Linked DNA regions of Sus scrofa: region 1 is linked to region 2. A link is a contact called in public HiChIP or PLAC-seq data. All regions are on one chromosome and are shown on one strand. Each heading gives the region's core, a stretch centred on a gene start, on an enhancer-like site or on the middle of the called end of the contact. The rest is flanking DNA. Distances are from core to core; before and after follow the strand shown. Region 1 overlaps MED13L (mediator of RNA polymerase II transcription subunit 13-like). Region 2 overlaps MED13L (mediator of RNA polymerase II transcription subunit 13-like).

The links. HiChIP or PLAC-seq counts read pairs in DNA pulled down with a chosen protein or histone mark.
Region 1: an H3K27ac HiChIP or PLAC-seq map of alveolar macrophages shows a contact between it and region 2. The contact joins two enhancer-like sites. A contact is called at or near these places in 4 of 47 Hi-C or Micro-C datasets (embryonic fibroblasts, epiblast stem cells, omental adipose tissue and 1 more) and 1 of 2 datasets of contacts at active chromatin or transcription factors (alveolar macrophages).

What each region holds. Positions count from the first base shown.
Region 1 is chr14:36,211,095-36,217,747 of Sscrofa11.1, forward strand. The region is part of intron 2 of MED13L (mediator of RNA polymerase II transcription subunit 13-like); the gene reads left to right. Among named protein-coding and RNA genes, the nearest start is that of MED13L, 150 kb to the left of the region's middle. Within about 2 kb of position 3,242, at least 18 of the 83 cell types and tissues checked have an H3K27ac peak or open chromatin away from gene starts, as enhancers often do. A contact at or near this core is called in alveolar macrophages, where this site is marked.
Region 2 is chr14:36,124,024-36,131,167 of Sscrofa11.1, forward strand. All of the region lies in intron 2 of MED13L (mediator of RNA polymerase II transcription subunit 13-like), which reads left to right. Among named protein-coding and RNA genes, the nearest start is that of MED13L, 66 kb to the left of the region's middle. Within about 2 kb of position 2,393, at least 15 of the 83 cell types and tissues checked have an H3K27ac peak or open chromatin away from gene starts, as enhancers often do. A contact at or near this core is called in alveolar macrophages, where this site is marked.

The sequences.
Region 1 (6,653 bases), core at 1,992-4,491, 88 kb after region 2:
CAGGAATTTCTGAATGCCACGGAAGTGGTCAAAAGAATGTGTGAGCTATGCTAGAGAATTACATACAAAATAAGTTAATTTTTGTGTAACAAACATCTATTATATAGCTCCTGAGAAATATTATAGGCACCCCAAAAGCTTCCTGAGTTATTTTTTCACTAAACTCTTTCGTTTTCCATTCAGTGATAATTGCTCATTAAAGTTACCTTTAATTGTTATAATTTATGATAATTGGTTTAAAAAACTGGAAGGGTGACTGAGCGTGGGCAGACACCAATTGACAGTAATTTTTAATATTGTGTTTTCGAAAAGGTCATTTGTAAGTTAATTATTTGGAAAATATATTTTTTCCCATGAAAAATCTGTTCTAACTGATGGATAAATTCTAAGGCTAGCCTCTATAAGCTGAGTTAACCAGTAATGCTTAATTTAGTGTTGAGTTGTATACTGGATTGGGTAATAATCGACTCTGTATTTGAAGTTCTCACAATCTTGGAATTCTATTAATTACAATTAGATAAAACTGTAACCATACTAGTTTAAAATTGGAGATGGAAAAGGCCAGAGGCTTTTGCACAGGACATTGCTCCCAGGATCACAGGGACTAAACTACTGCTTTGTGTGTCCTTCCCAAGACCAGATCCAAAATTACTGGGTTGCTCCACCCTCCAATCAAAATGCCATTCTGGCCAAGTTTAGAAAGAAAATAGGATTGAACTCACTCACACCACTGTGTAAATAACTGATCTTCATTTCCCAAAGCACCTTCAAGCTTTCATAATTAAGTCATGTTACTACAAAGGAATCTTTTAGTGTTGAAACACCTACAGGAAGTAAAAATGTTGACAGTGCTGGAATATTTAGATCATCTATAAATGAAAAGAGAATATTTAGGTCATTTATAGATAAAGACAACATCTTTCTGGATATGTTTCAATTTAAAGTTTTGAGACGCTTTCATTGCTTTCTGATAGGTTGAGTTTTTAAACGCATAAATTAATTTTGAAGACCTCAGGGGAGAATTAAACATTCTGGCTTTTAAAAGTGAAAAATTATAATTGTGATTTTTCTAAGAACCAGATTAATGTAATGGAAATTCATATGTAAACCAAGCTCTTTAAGAATTCACTTATACTGTATTTTTTAAAATAATTTTTTGTGTGGTGACATATTTGATATTGGTGGTTAATTTTGTATTTTCCAAACAGAAGATAGGCAGAGAAATCTTAGGGAAGTAGTTTGGTCAGTTTTGGGGGAGTTATGCTTTTTACTGTAAAAAAGACAGAAAGAGGGGAGTTCCCATTGTGGCACAGTGGTTATCGAATCCGACTAGGAACCATGAGGTTGTGGTTTCGGTCCCTGCCCTTGATCAGTGGGTTAAGGATCCGGCATTGCCGTGAGCTGTCGTGTAGGTTGCAGACACGGCTTGGATCCAGCGTTGCTGTGACTCTGGCGTAGGCCAGTGGCTACAGCTCCAATTGGACCCCTAGCCTGGGAACCTCCATATGCCATGGGAGCAGCCCAAGAAACAGCAAAAAAAAAAAAAAAAGAAAGAAAGAAAAATGAGACTTGGGCACTTAGGGAGTAGAAATTATAGATACTGTGTTCTGTAGTAGATATCATTTTATTCCAGATGATAAGAATTATATAGTATGGTGCACATCAGACTTCTTTCCAAAACACATTGTTTAAATGCATATTAGGGGAGTTCCCACTGTGGCGCATTGTATTAAGGATCTGGTGTTGCTGCAGCTACTTCTCAGGTTACAGCTGTGGCTTGGATTTGATCCCTGGCCCAAGAACTTCATATGCTGTGTGTGTGGCCAAAAAGAAAAAAAAAATTCATATTAGGGTTCAGTGGTCCTCTTACAGACACATTGAAGATAGGCTGCGTATTTCCTAGTTTCTAACCTGGTAGGTAGTACAGGTCAGCAAACTAAAATCCAACAGCTGAAAAATGCTCAAGTATTTTGCTATTTTACAAAAACTCATTTGCTCTACATAACCTTTCTTTTTTTTTTAAAGCTATTTTTAGGAAGTTTAGCTAAGTGTAATGAACCAGACTTTTTCATTTATTTGCTCACTTTTGGTTCTTTTAACAGATGTTCACATGTACAAATATTTTTGGTAGTTTTGTGGCACATTCTTGCTATAAAATAGAGTAGTGCCATAGAAAGCTTAAAAAGAGACTGTCTTTTTAAAAATGTTTAATTATACAGTCTGCTAACCTTGAAAACATATTTTCTCATATTTTGGGTTAACATATATAAGCTTTAATCTTTCAGTTCCTGGCTAACATATTTTTTTTCCTGTCAACTACTGAACTCCCCATAAACAATAACCCAGCAACATATATTCATGAGTCCACAAAAGACAGCAGTTGTTGGGTATGTGGAGAAGTATCTCACTTTTCAAAATCCTGTAGGAAAATTGACTTTACATGTTGTCAGTATAATGTGGCTTATGACTTTTTCAGTTAAAATTGAGTCTTTCATATTTATAATTTGAACCTTTGCTTGGGTACAGTGATTGATGGAAGGTAGGGTAATATAAAATAATTCTTCTATATTCCTGTTTTTAATCAACATTCTGTTTTTTGCTTTTAGTTTGAAAAAAAAGCCAGTGTTCTGTTTTGGCCTGGCATTTTATGTAAAAGAGGATAAATTATTTTGTCGTGAAAGTAAGATAATGGAAAAAAGAAGGGAATGAGTATTAATGTTCAATTTTGTGTCCTATGGTGAAAGGAGTGGAAATAAAGAGGTCAGTAATAATTACAAATAAAATGACCGAAGAAATTCTGTAATTTTTACCTGTAAAGAATTGGGTAGATAGAACAAGACTGCTTAATAAGGGCCTGTTCTATTTGTCATAGACTGAGTAGCTTAAATACAAGCCAGGGTACCCAAGAAGTCTCAAGGATAGGGCACTGTGCCTGGTCTAAGAAACCTTTGTGTATGAACTCATCATAGCAGTCATCCCTCCTCTCTCTCTCTTTCTCTCTGATGTTATTTTTCCTACATTTGCTATTTTAACCTGTCAGTTAGGAAATAATTACTATGTCAGTATAGCTGGCGGCTTATATAGGAAAAATATGCTGTCGCTTAATCAAAGGTGATTATAGTTTTTTCCTGTCTATAAATGTGCTTGTTGTGTAACGAGAATGCATTAGTCTCAGCCTGATGTACGAAATGAAAGGCAGCAAGAAGCAGCACCATTGTTATCACTCCAGGCGTGTCTAATGAATCGTGTTTCCATGTTCTCTCGGTCACGCCGTAGAGTGCCCTCCGCCAGGGCTAAGCCTCCTGTAAAATGCTCTTTAAGATTATTGTAGCAAGAACAGAAATGCTGGATGGGTGGGGGTGGGGAGAGAATGCCAACTAGACAGCTGCATTTCAAACAGTTACAGCTGCAAGGATTACTCACTGTAATAGCAGTGACAGACAACTGTTTGAGCTTTAGTGTAAAAGGCAATTTGGGGACTTGCCCTGTCAGAATCTGGTGTGTGTGTGTCGGGGGCGCGCGGGGGGGGGGGGGGTTGGAGAATCAGGTTCTGTCTGATGAGGTGAAGGAAATATTTTTAATTTTTACTGCTCAATTGTGCTACTGTTGAAATCAATAGTTGAGTCATCTTGATTACAGTCATTGTCTTAGAGGAAGTTTATAAAATGTTTGTTTTGTAATATTGACAGATTTAAATATAAACATTCTAACTGAATCACATATCTGGTTTTCCTCTTTCTTTCTTTTTTTTTTTTTTTTTTTTTTGGTCTTTTCTAGGGCTTCACCCTCAGCATATGGAGGGTTCCAGGTTAGGGGTCTAATCAGAGCTGTAGTCACCAGCCTACGCCAGAGCCACAGGAACTCGGGATCCAAGCCTCGTCTGCGACCTACACCACAGCTCATGGCAACACCAGATCCTTAACCCACTGAGCAAGGCTAGGGATCGAACCCTCAACCTCATAGTTCTTAGTTGGATTCATTAACCACTGAGCCACGACAGGAATTCCTGGTTTTCCTCTTTCAAAATTTAATTTTATCTTGTGATTCCTATCCTTGATCATTCTTGTAATTTATGAGCAAATATTTTTTTAAAGCATGTGGCTGTTTAGTAAATAATAGCCATTAAAAGCATATATTTAAATATGATGTGTCTTTCAAAAAGTAAAGCATGTTCATTAAAGAAAATTTCTAACATGCACAAAGAGGTAAAGAAGAAAATAATAGTCATTCAGCAACCAAAGATAAGTTTATTTTGATGGCTGCCCTAGGCCTTTATTTATGTGTATTTTATCTTTTGTCTTTTTTTTTTTTTTGTCTTTTTGCTGCTGTTGTTGTTGTTGTTGTTGCTATTTCTTGGGCCGCTCCCGCGGCATATGGAGGTTCCCAGGCTCGGGGTTGAATCGGAGCTGTAGCCAACGGCCTACGCCAGAGCCACAGCAACGCGGGATCCGAGCCGCGTCTGCAACCTGCACCACAGCTCACGGCAACGCCGGATCGTTAACCCACTGAGCAAGGGCAGGGACCGAACCCGCCACCTGATGGTTCCTAGTCGGATTCGTTAACCACTGCGCCACGACGGGAACTCCCTGTTTATGTGTATTTTATAACAAAATTTAGAGCATATCATTAGCTTGAAAGGTAAACAAAGTTATAATCTTTGAAAGGAATAGCAAATGAGGGCAAGTTTAGTTCTAAGAAGTCAGTTAAACGCATTGTACACAATTTCTTTTTCACGGTGTAGCTATTAAAGTAACATTGTGGCCTGTTTTCTCTATAGCAATTGTCTTTTGAAGATCTTGTTCAGTTTATCTAGAAATTTAGTTTTTTAGTCTCCTGCAATTTAAAATGTAGTGGCTTTACATGGAGTCCTGTGATCCATTGAAATGCTAACTTGGGTCATGTCTCAACTGCTACAGTGCTGTGTAGAAACCATCATTAAAATTCTGGTTATCTTGAAACTGGCAGAGAACTCATGCTGTTAGAGATTCCTTATTTAGACATTATACTGTTAAAATTTTGAGTCACAACTGTGTTTCTGTCTGAATATTGTCAGTGCTCGTAATCATAGAAAGTGGCAAATAGGTTGAAACAAATGGAGCATTTTGCTACATATCTTCTATCCCTAACTCTTATGTGATTGAGGAATCGACAATGGGAAAGTTAAAATCCATTTCAACATGGATTTGTTAGGTGACAGCAAATATTCTAAACCCATGAGCGACTCAAGGAAATCAGAGCTCTAAGTGGGTTGAATTTGATATGTAAGTATTAAGTCCATTTAGTTATTAATGACTTCAAATATAGATTTTACAAGGCAGTCGATGGCAGCATAACTGTGATCAATCAATATTGTTGTATGTAATTGGATTTTTAATGGGTATAATGCTATAATTCAGAATTAATGTAGCATTATACTATTTTATTACTCAATTTTTTGTAAGTCAATTTTAAGAAGAAACTGTGAATCAACTATATTCCAATTGAAAAAAGGAAAAGCTTCGATATGTCAAAATTCTGTAAAGTATTTCATTTGTCGTAGTCCTTAAAATTAAATTGATAATTAATGTTATTATTTTTGCTTAGTGCAACTCCTAGGTGATAGATTTAATAGTTAGAAAATAACCAATCTGGAGTTCCCATCCTGGCACAGTGGAAATGAATCCAACTGGGAACCATGAGGTTGTGGGTTCAATCCCTGGCCCTTGCTCAGTGGGTTAAGGATCCATTGTTTCCCTGAGCTGCAGTGTAGGTCGCAGATGCAGCTCGGAGCCAGTGTTGCTGTGGCTGGCAGCTGTAGCTCCAATTCAACCTCCAGCCTAGGAACTTTCATATGCCGTGGATGCGGCCCTAAAAAGCAAAAAATAAAATGAACAAACAAAAAAACCCCACAATCTAGTGGGCTTTATATATTGCAGATAAACATTGAACACAAAGGCAGTGCGGAAAATTATAAATCCTGAATTGAGAGCTGCATTATCTTTAGCAGTTTGTCATTGAAATCTAACTGGAAAATAATCTTCTTATTTCATGTGCCTTGCTTTAATCTCCTTGTATTTCTAGAGTTTGGAGCACAATTTGATTTTCAGTAATTTTAATGTCTGAATAAGGAGTGTCATCCCTGAAAGTGTCCCTCCACCCCCTCCAATATTTGCAGTGGCCAATGTGGTTACTGAACTCAATGTTCTGGATAATAGGTTTCATTAGTTTTGATGCCTGAGGTTAAAAAGCGGTAGGTGGGAGGAAGAAGTGTTTTTGATGTTGAGACGTTCATTTCAGCTGTTGCTGCAATATGATACATTAAAAGGAAATATGTATCATAGCTCAGAGGAAATATGTATTCTTTGAAAGTAATTCTACTTTTAAACTGTCTAAGGCATGGTGACCTGAATTTTAAAAGCATGAGCTTGAATTTCTTCAAGGTTTCACAATCTTTATGCTCCTCCCTACCCTGTTCCATTCGCCCTCCTCCCATTTTTTTCCCCTTCAAGTAAAGTATGTCAGTTTCATTTGTCGAATTGGAAGAGATATCTTTCCATGATCTCTGCTGGGAAACACAAAATCATTGAAGAATATGCTGCTTTGATATTTTGCCATATTGACTTTTTTTCCTGAACCTTTTGTATGATTTTTCTTTCAAAGAAACTTATTAATTC
Region 2 (7,144 bases), core at 1,143-3,642:
ATAAAGTGCTCTCGGAATTTGGAAGAGAAATGACCTGTAGTTACCAGGATAAAGCAAGTCTTATGAAGTAAGTGGCATTTAAAGTGACACTTCAGAGAGTTGGTTTGGAATACACGACTTTCAGGTACAAGAGGAAGAAAAGGTAATCTAGTAAAAGTGATGAACCCAGGGCAAAGGCATAGTAGAGTCATTGGTCATAGCTAGTATTTCAGCTTGGCTATTGAATAGTGGGTTAAGGCGTTACCACCATTCACTAGACCATTAGCAGGGTCTCTTCAGAGTCTGGAACAGTTAGAAGGATTAATCTGGGTTGTAATAGGTCAAATAAATTGGAGCAGGGAAGTTGGCGGCAAGGAGACATGGAGAGTTTCTTCCATCATTCCTGGTGAAATACGAGGGACACTAAATAGCCGTTTTGTATAATTTTAGTCACATCTGGTGTTTTAATTCTTTAATGTTGAATTTCATGTGAGTTTAATTTATTGGTATTAAAATTAATCAACCTGAAGTATAGAGAAAGAAGCTGGATCCATAATTTATCTATTAAACATACATTGAACAATTATTCTTTCTTAAATACTGTGTTAGGCTTTGTGAATCTAAAATTAAAAAATATAGGAGTTTCCGTTGTGGCCTAGTGGGTTACGAACCTGTCTAGTATCCACGAGGATGCAGGTTCAATTCCTGGCCTTTCTCAGTGAGTTAAGGATCCGGTGTTGCCATGAGCTGTGGTGTAGGTTGCAAATGTGGCTCGGATCCTGCGTGGCTGTGGTATAGGCCAGCAGGTGCAGCTCCGGTTTAACCCCTGGCCTGGGAAATTACATGTGCCATAGGTGCGGCCCTAAAAAGCAAAAAAAAAAAAAAAAAAAAAAAAATCAAGAATTATATGATCCCACTTTTTATTTTTATATTTTATTTATTTATTTATTTGCTTTTCAGGGCCACACTCGCAGCATATGGAAGTTCCCAGGCTAAGGGTCGATTTGGAGCTGTAGCCACTGGCCTACACCCCTGCCACAACAATGTAGGATCCAGGCTGCCTCTCCCGCCTACACTACAGCTCACAGCAATGCTGGATCCTTAACCCACTGAGCGAAGACAGGGATCAAACCTGCAACCTCATGGTTACTAGTCAGATTCGTTTCTGCTGTGCCGCAATGGGAGCTCTTATCCCACCACCTTAGGTTTTTGTATTTTAACAGGATAGGATAAGTTGAATTGAATTGAGGCTGAGTAACTCCATGTGTTCAGGACTTATAGAATATGTGGTAGAGGAGGTGACTGGGTAAGAGAGGATAGTTGAAGCCAGAAGGATAGGTAGGAATCAGATTGTGTAAGGCTTTATTCTGTAGACAGTGGACCAAGCCTTTGAAAGGTATATGGAATGTGTGGTGATAGATTTCTCTGAGACTGCCGAGAAAAATAGCCTGTAAATATGCTTCTGTCACTTTTGAAAGAAAGATATTAAGAGAATATTCATGTAAAGAAGGTATTGATTATCATTTAGACAACTTCATTTGTAGGTGAAAAAGAACAAAGATCATATTATAATGTTAGATTATTGAGCATGACTAAAGCAGAAATAAAATATTTAAACCACCCCTCCCCCAAAACATTTTTATTGGAACATTTAAAGAATTAACCTATTATTAGTTGTTTGTACATATATAATGATATCCTTTGCAATTTTTCTGTAGATTTTAATAACTTGTAAAATCGAAAGTTCCTCCAAAACAGGAGTTCTCACTGTGGCTCAGCAGGTTTAGAACTAGACATTGTATCCGTGATGATGTAAGTTTGATCCCTGGCCTTGTGCAGTGGGTTAAGGATCTCGTGTTGCTGCAGGCTGCCATGTAAGTCATAGACGCAGCTTGGATCCAGTTTTGCTGTGGCTGTGGGGTAGTGCAGATCTAATCAAATGTACTTTCTGGCCACTGTATAGAAATTATAGTGTTAGATCAAATTTTTTGTTGTGGATTGGGTTATTTTATTTACTTTTGTGGATGTTGAGTGAAGTGATTTTGAGTCAGCCATTTTTATTCATTCCTCCTAAGTTGTTTAAGGGAGACCAAGAGAAGGAAGCTCTTACTTTGTTTTCTGTAGATATTGCTGGTTCCTAAATAGGGAGAAGTTTTAGTGTTACTTATATTAAATCTAAATTTGGGATGGATATAAATCTAGTGTTGAAATTTTGATTTGGGGTTAATTTGGTTTTTACAGTTATTTTGAAAATATTTGCTTCAGTTTCACATCTTTGTAATAGGTATTGAAAAACTTTTTCCTTTTCTTTTTCTCCTTTTAAAAAACCTTTTGACAGTCTAAGGGAAGATAGATGGTTTCTTAGTAAGTAATTCCAGTTTCATTAAATGGCTCTTGACTCTCAGAACTGAGTTATTGCATAACAAGATGAGTCAGATGGGAAAGAAACAGTTTAGTTTCATTGTTGTTGTTACCATGACTGCAACAAATTGGCAGGAGAATATTATATTTTGTAGTTGTTATTTAACCTGACCTGTTGATTAAAAAAGAGTTTCAGAACTTTGTATCCAGTCGAGTTGTTTATATCACTAAGGAATCCTACATTTTACTCTGTGACTTGATTGCACTTTTAAAGGTAACTCAGGTTTTGTTTTGTTTTGTTTTGTTTTTTTCCTTTTTCCCCTTAAGGCGCGTGTTTTGTGTGGTAGAGTTACTGAGAGAATCTATAGGAGATGGATGTAATGCTTTATTTCCTAGGTATAAACTTTAAATTCTGAGCTTAAGAACACTTCTTGTTTTTTCTACTTACAACTAAATTTAGTCTTAGCCAGAAATAATGCCCTTTAAAATAAAAGTATCTCTTATTTGGTAGTGATCATTATATGCAAGTAATCAGAAGCATCAAATTTAGGAATTTGGGGGAATAAATTGCAAAATGTTGGGGGGAATAAGTAACTTGCTCTCCAGGAGAAACTTGCAGACGTGGTTTTATTTTATTTTGTCTTTTTTGGGGGGGGGGGGCAACACCTGAAGCATGTGGAAGTTCCTAGGCTAGAGGTCTAAATTGAGCTGCAGCTGCTGGCCTACATCCTAGCCATAGCCACCACGCAAGATCCAAACTGTGTCTGTGATCTACATCACAGCTTGTAGCAATGCCAGATCCTTAACCCACTGAGCGGCTCCAGGAATCAAACCCGTGCCCTCATGGATACTAGTTGGGTTTGTTCCTGCTGAGCCACAACAGGAACTCCTACTGTTTATTTTTTAATTCCAAAATATTTGCCCTTCCATACTTGTTTTTGCCATTGATTTAGAAGCAAAGGTAAAAACTCCTGGTTTTTTATACAGCTGAGAGGTCTCCCCTACCCCTTCCGCTTCCTTTCCTATCCCTCTCTTAGTACATTGGTCCCTATATTCTTGTGAAGGGGAAATAGTGGGAAAGGAATGTGCTTAGTTTATTGAAGGAGAGTAAAAACAGTTTTAAACTGTAGAAGTTCATGAGACCATGCAAGTTATGGAAACAGTAGGCTTTATACTTAACTTATAAAGTGATTTTTCTTCCATTTGTTTTTAGATGCCAGTATTGAGACTATAATTGACAATGGTAGTTGCTTTTTTCTTTTTAGGATAGCCATCTCTGATTGCTATAGCAGCTTCCCAGAAGACAGTCTATAGGACCTAATGCCAGCAAGGAGTTGCCTTGAGCACTACTCTTGACTTTCTGGGATTTTAGTTTCAGAAGGAAGGTGATAATGTATGTTATAATCCTCCTAGTGTCCTCTCTGCTGTAGTTTTGTTGTCTGTAAGGATTATTTATTTTAAGGAATCACTTGAGATTCCTGGTATTATATAAAGCGTTTTTTTTTTTTTTCAAATAATTTGATTATTAGGGCAGAACTTTTTTTTTTTAATGGCAGCACATATTTGATTTTATTTTCTGTTACATATGCCCAGGCTATAGGTTAAAGTTTTGTGTGTGTATTTTTGTTTTTTTGTTTTGGCTTAATGAGCTGCGGGAGATAAAGTTTGAATGTCATATTAGGTTTGGAGAAGTAAATTTTACTTAACATGCTTCATGTGTACTATGTTTATGGAATAATTTTGACTATCTGCAATTATTTGATCTTTAAAAAAAACCTTTCTAGTAGAAAGGCCTAGTTATAAGAGCGTAGAATATTTGGATGAAAAGACCAGAGAAAATTGTGGGATTAGATTCTCTGATACTCACAGGTTTTAATGATTTCACGTGAGAGAATCTATTATTCTTGAGTTACATTTCTTCAAACAGGGAAATAGTAATAGTATCAATTTTAATCATTTATAAAAATCAAAGTCATTATTAAACAATTAGCAATCTAATATCATGGGTTTCTAAGAGCACTTTTGCAAACTTTAACATTTTAATTACAGAGGTATAATATGATTGTCTAGTAGATTTGGCTTCCTCAGAGAAAATTTTATATATACACTTAAGCATTTTGAAAAAGGTGGTTTTCATTATTTCAACTTATTTCAGTAGTTATTTATTGAACTACTATAGTTCTGTTCTTATGTTGCTTTATAATGTTCTTAAGAATATGTCATAATACTCTTAGAAAATGCTACCTAATAGAGCCATGTATAACAGTTTTAAATGGAGTATCATGAAAGATAAAAGGGTACAATACGATACAGGTAGTAGTATAATTGAGAAGGAAACTTTTTTTTTTTTGTCTTTTTGCCTTTTCTAGGGCCACTCCTGCGGAATATGGAGGTTCCCAGGCTAGGGGTCGAATCGGAGCTGTAGCTGCCAGCCTACGCCAGAGCCACAGCAACGCGGGATCCGAGCCGCGTCTGCAGCCTACACCATAGCTCACAGCAACACCGGATCCTTAACCTGAGCAAGGCCAGGGATTGAACCTGCATCCTCATGGTTCCTAGTCCGATTCGTTAACTATACTGCGCCACGATAGGAACTCCGAGAAGGAAACTTTTTAAACCAGGCATGTAGTGATTGGCAGTTTGGGACCTGTGATGAGTAGGTATTTTTATTTTTGAAAAGGTTTAAATGAAGAAAAAGCTTGGAACTTTCTAGGGTTTTTTTTTGTTTGTTTTCTTTTTGTTACGTTTTGTTTTTGGCCTGCACCTGTGGCCTGTGGAAGTTCCTGGGCTAGGGATCAAACCTATACCACAGCTGCAGCAATGCTAGATCCTTAACTGCTGTGCCACATGGGAGCTTCCTAGATTTATTTTCATATTCTGTTCTATCATTTCTTTTTTTTCTCGTTTATCATAAAAATTATTTTTAACTCCAAAATTCAGCTGTCTTGAAGTATAAATAAAGCAAATTCAGGGTATGCCTTTCAGTAAAAGGAGTCTGTATGGCTGAAACAGAGAGATACATTTAAGAAAAGTTTTTTTGTTTTTTTTTTTTCTGAGTTTATGCCTTTCAAAGTCAATCAGCCACCTTTCTACCTTAAAGGTACATTTTGTCAGTAAAACTAAGTTCAACAGTAGAATATTATATTACTCACTTTGACTCTAGAGTTGTATTCTTCAGCATGGTAGCCGTTTATTAATAAACGTGTGACTATTTATTTAAATTTAAATCAATTAAAATGAAATAAAATGAAAAACTCAGATGCTCAATCACATGACACATTTCAGGTGCTCAGTTGCCACACATGGCTACCCTGTTAGTGGAGTTACAAAAACTTTCCATCACTACAGAAAGTTTGGTTGGCAATGCTGCTCTGGGCGGTACAACCAACAGTAGTTGGAAATAGTAAAAAGGCTATTTTTGACACCATTTTAAGGAAGAGACACTAAAATGTTCTAACAGAAGACCATTGAGCAGGAATGTGGTAGAAAGTTTTCTTTATCTGGGAGCTTAATAAAGGTGTCCTGAAGTTTTCCCAAGTCCTCCCTTGGCGCCTTCCTCTTTTCTTCTGTCCCCCTCTTCTTTCCTCCTTCCTTCCTTTTTGAGATAGTGGTGAAATTATTTATTATGTAGGAAATTATTTTTCTTGATAGTTTTCCTTGGCTTTTCAAGTTGACAGCTGCAGGTGGTAAACCTAAGAGTGCTTATCAGTGTCTACTTTTTGTGTGATTTATCTTGACCTCCTCATGAGCTTTTATTTATAAATACCACTTCACTTCCATTAGCTTTGAGTTTTCTTTATTCATGATCTTGCCAGTTTACTATATAAAGTTTTCCTAAACCCAGGCAGAATTTGTGGAGGCTTATTTTCATACAGTTCTGCTTGTGTGCAGAAATAAACATGATAGATTAATTGTGCCTGTTTGGAATTTTAGAATCCTTGGTGTCTTTTTTGTAGTCTGTTTGTGTAATGAATGTTAGTGCTTTATAGAACATAATGCATTTTCCATGAAGGACATGTGGTTGGATTTTAGGGCTCCATGATACCGTTATAGATATGTCGTATAAGTATATGTTAAGTTACTTTCTAAGATTGATTTTGGACTGTTTATTTTATTTGGGGAGAGTAGTAGAAAGAAATTTCGGGAGAGAATTATATGTATTCCGTGACATAAACATTTATTAATGATGTAAGAATGTTATTCACGCCGTTTGCTTTTTGTGTTTTTGTGATTTCCTTTAGGAGTGTAAATGTAGCAGCATTTCAAAGCATTCTCCTTTGCTGGAATGTAGCTGAAGATCCAAATGTGCAGTCTAACTTTTATTCTATCTTGAAAAGATTCCACTGAGGATTCTAATCCTTTGAATGTAGTCTAGAGAGTGTGCTGTTGTGTTAACTGGAATTCATTTCGGGATGCCCCTGCTACCTAATCATAACAGTGAGGCTTACTGGAGTTCCCCTCGTGGCACAGTGGAAACGAATCGACTATGAACCATGAGTTTGTGGGTTTGATCCCTGGTCTCGCTCAGTGGGTTAAGGATCTGGTGTTGCTGTGAGCTGTGCAGACGTGGCTCAGATCTGGCGTGGCTGTGGTGAAGGCCGGCAGCTGTAGCTCCTATTAGACCCCTAGCCTGGGAACCTCCATATCCCACAGAGGCAGCCCTTAAAAAACAACAACAACAACAACAAAACCCACCCCAAAACCCCCAAAACAATGAGGCTTATTCTTTCAACTCAACCTGCATGCCCTCCCCTTCCATGATGCTGTATTTCATGCAGTGTGCAAGTTGAAATGGGAGGGGAAG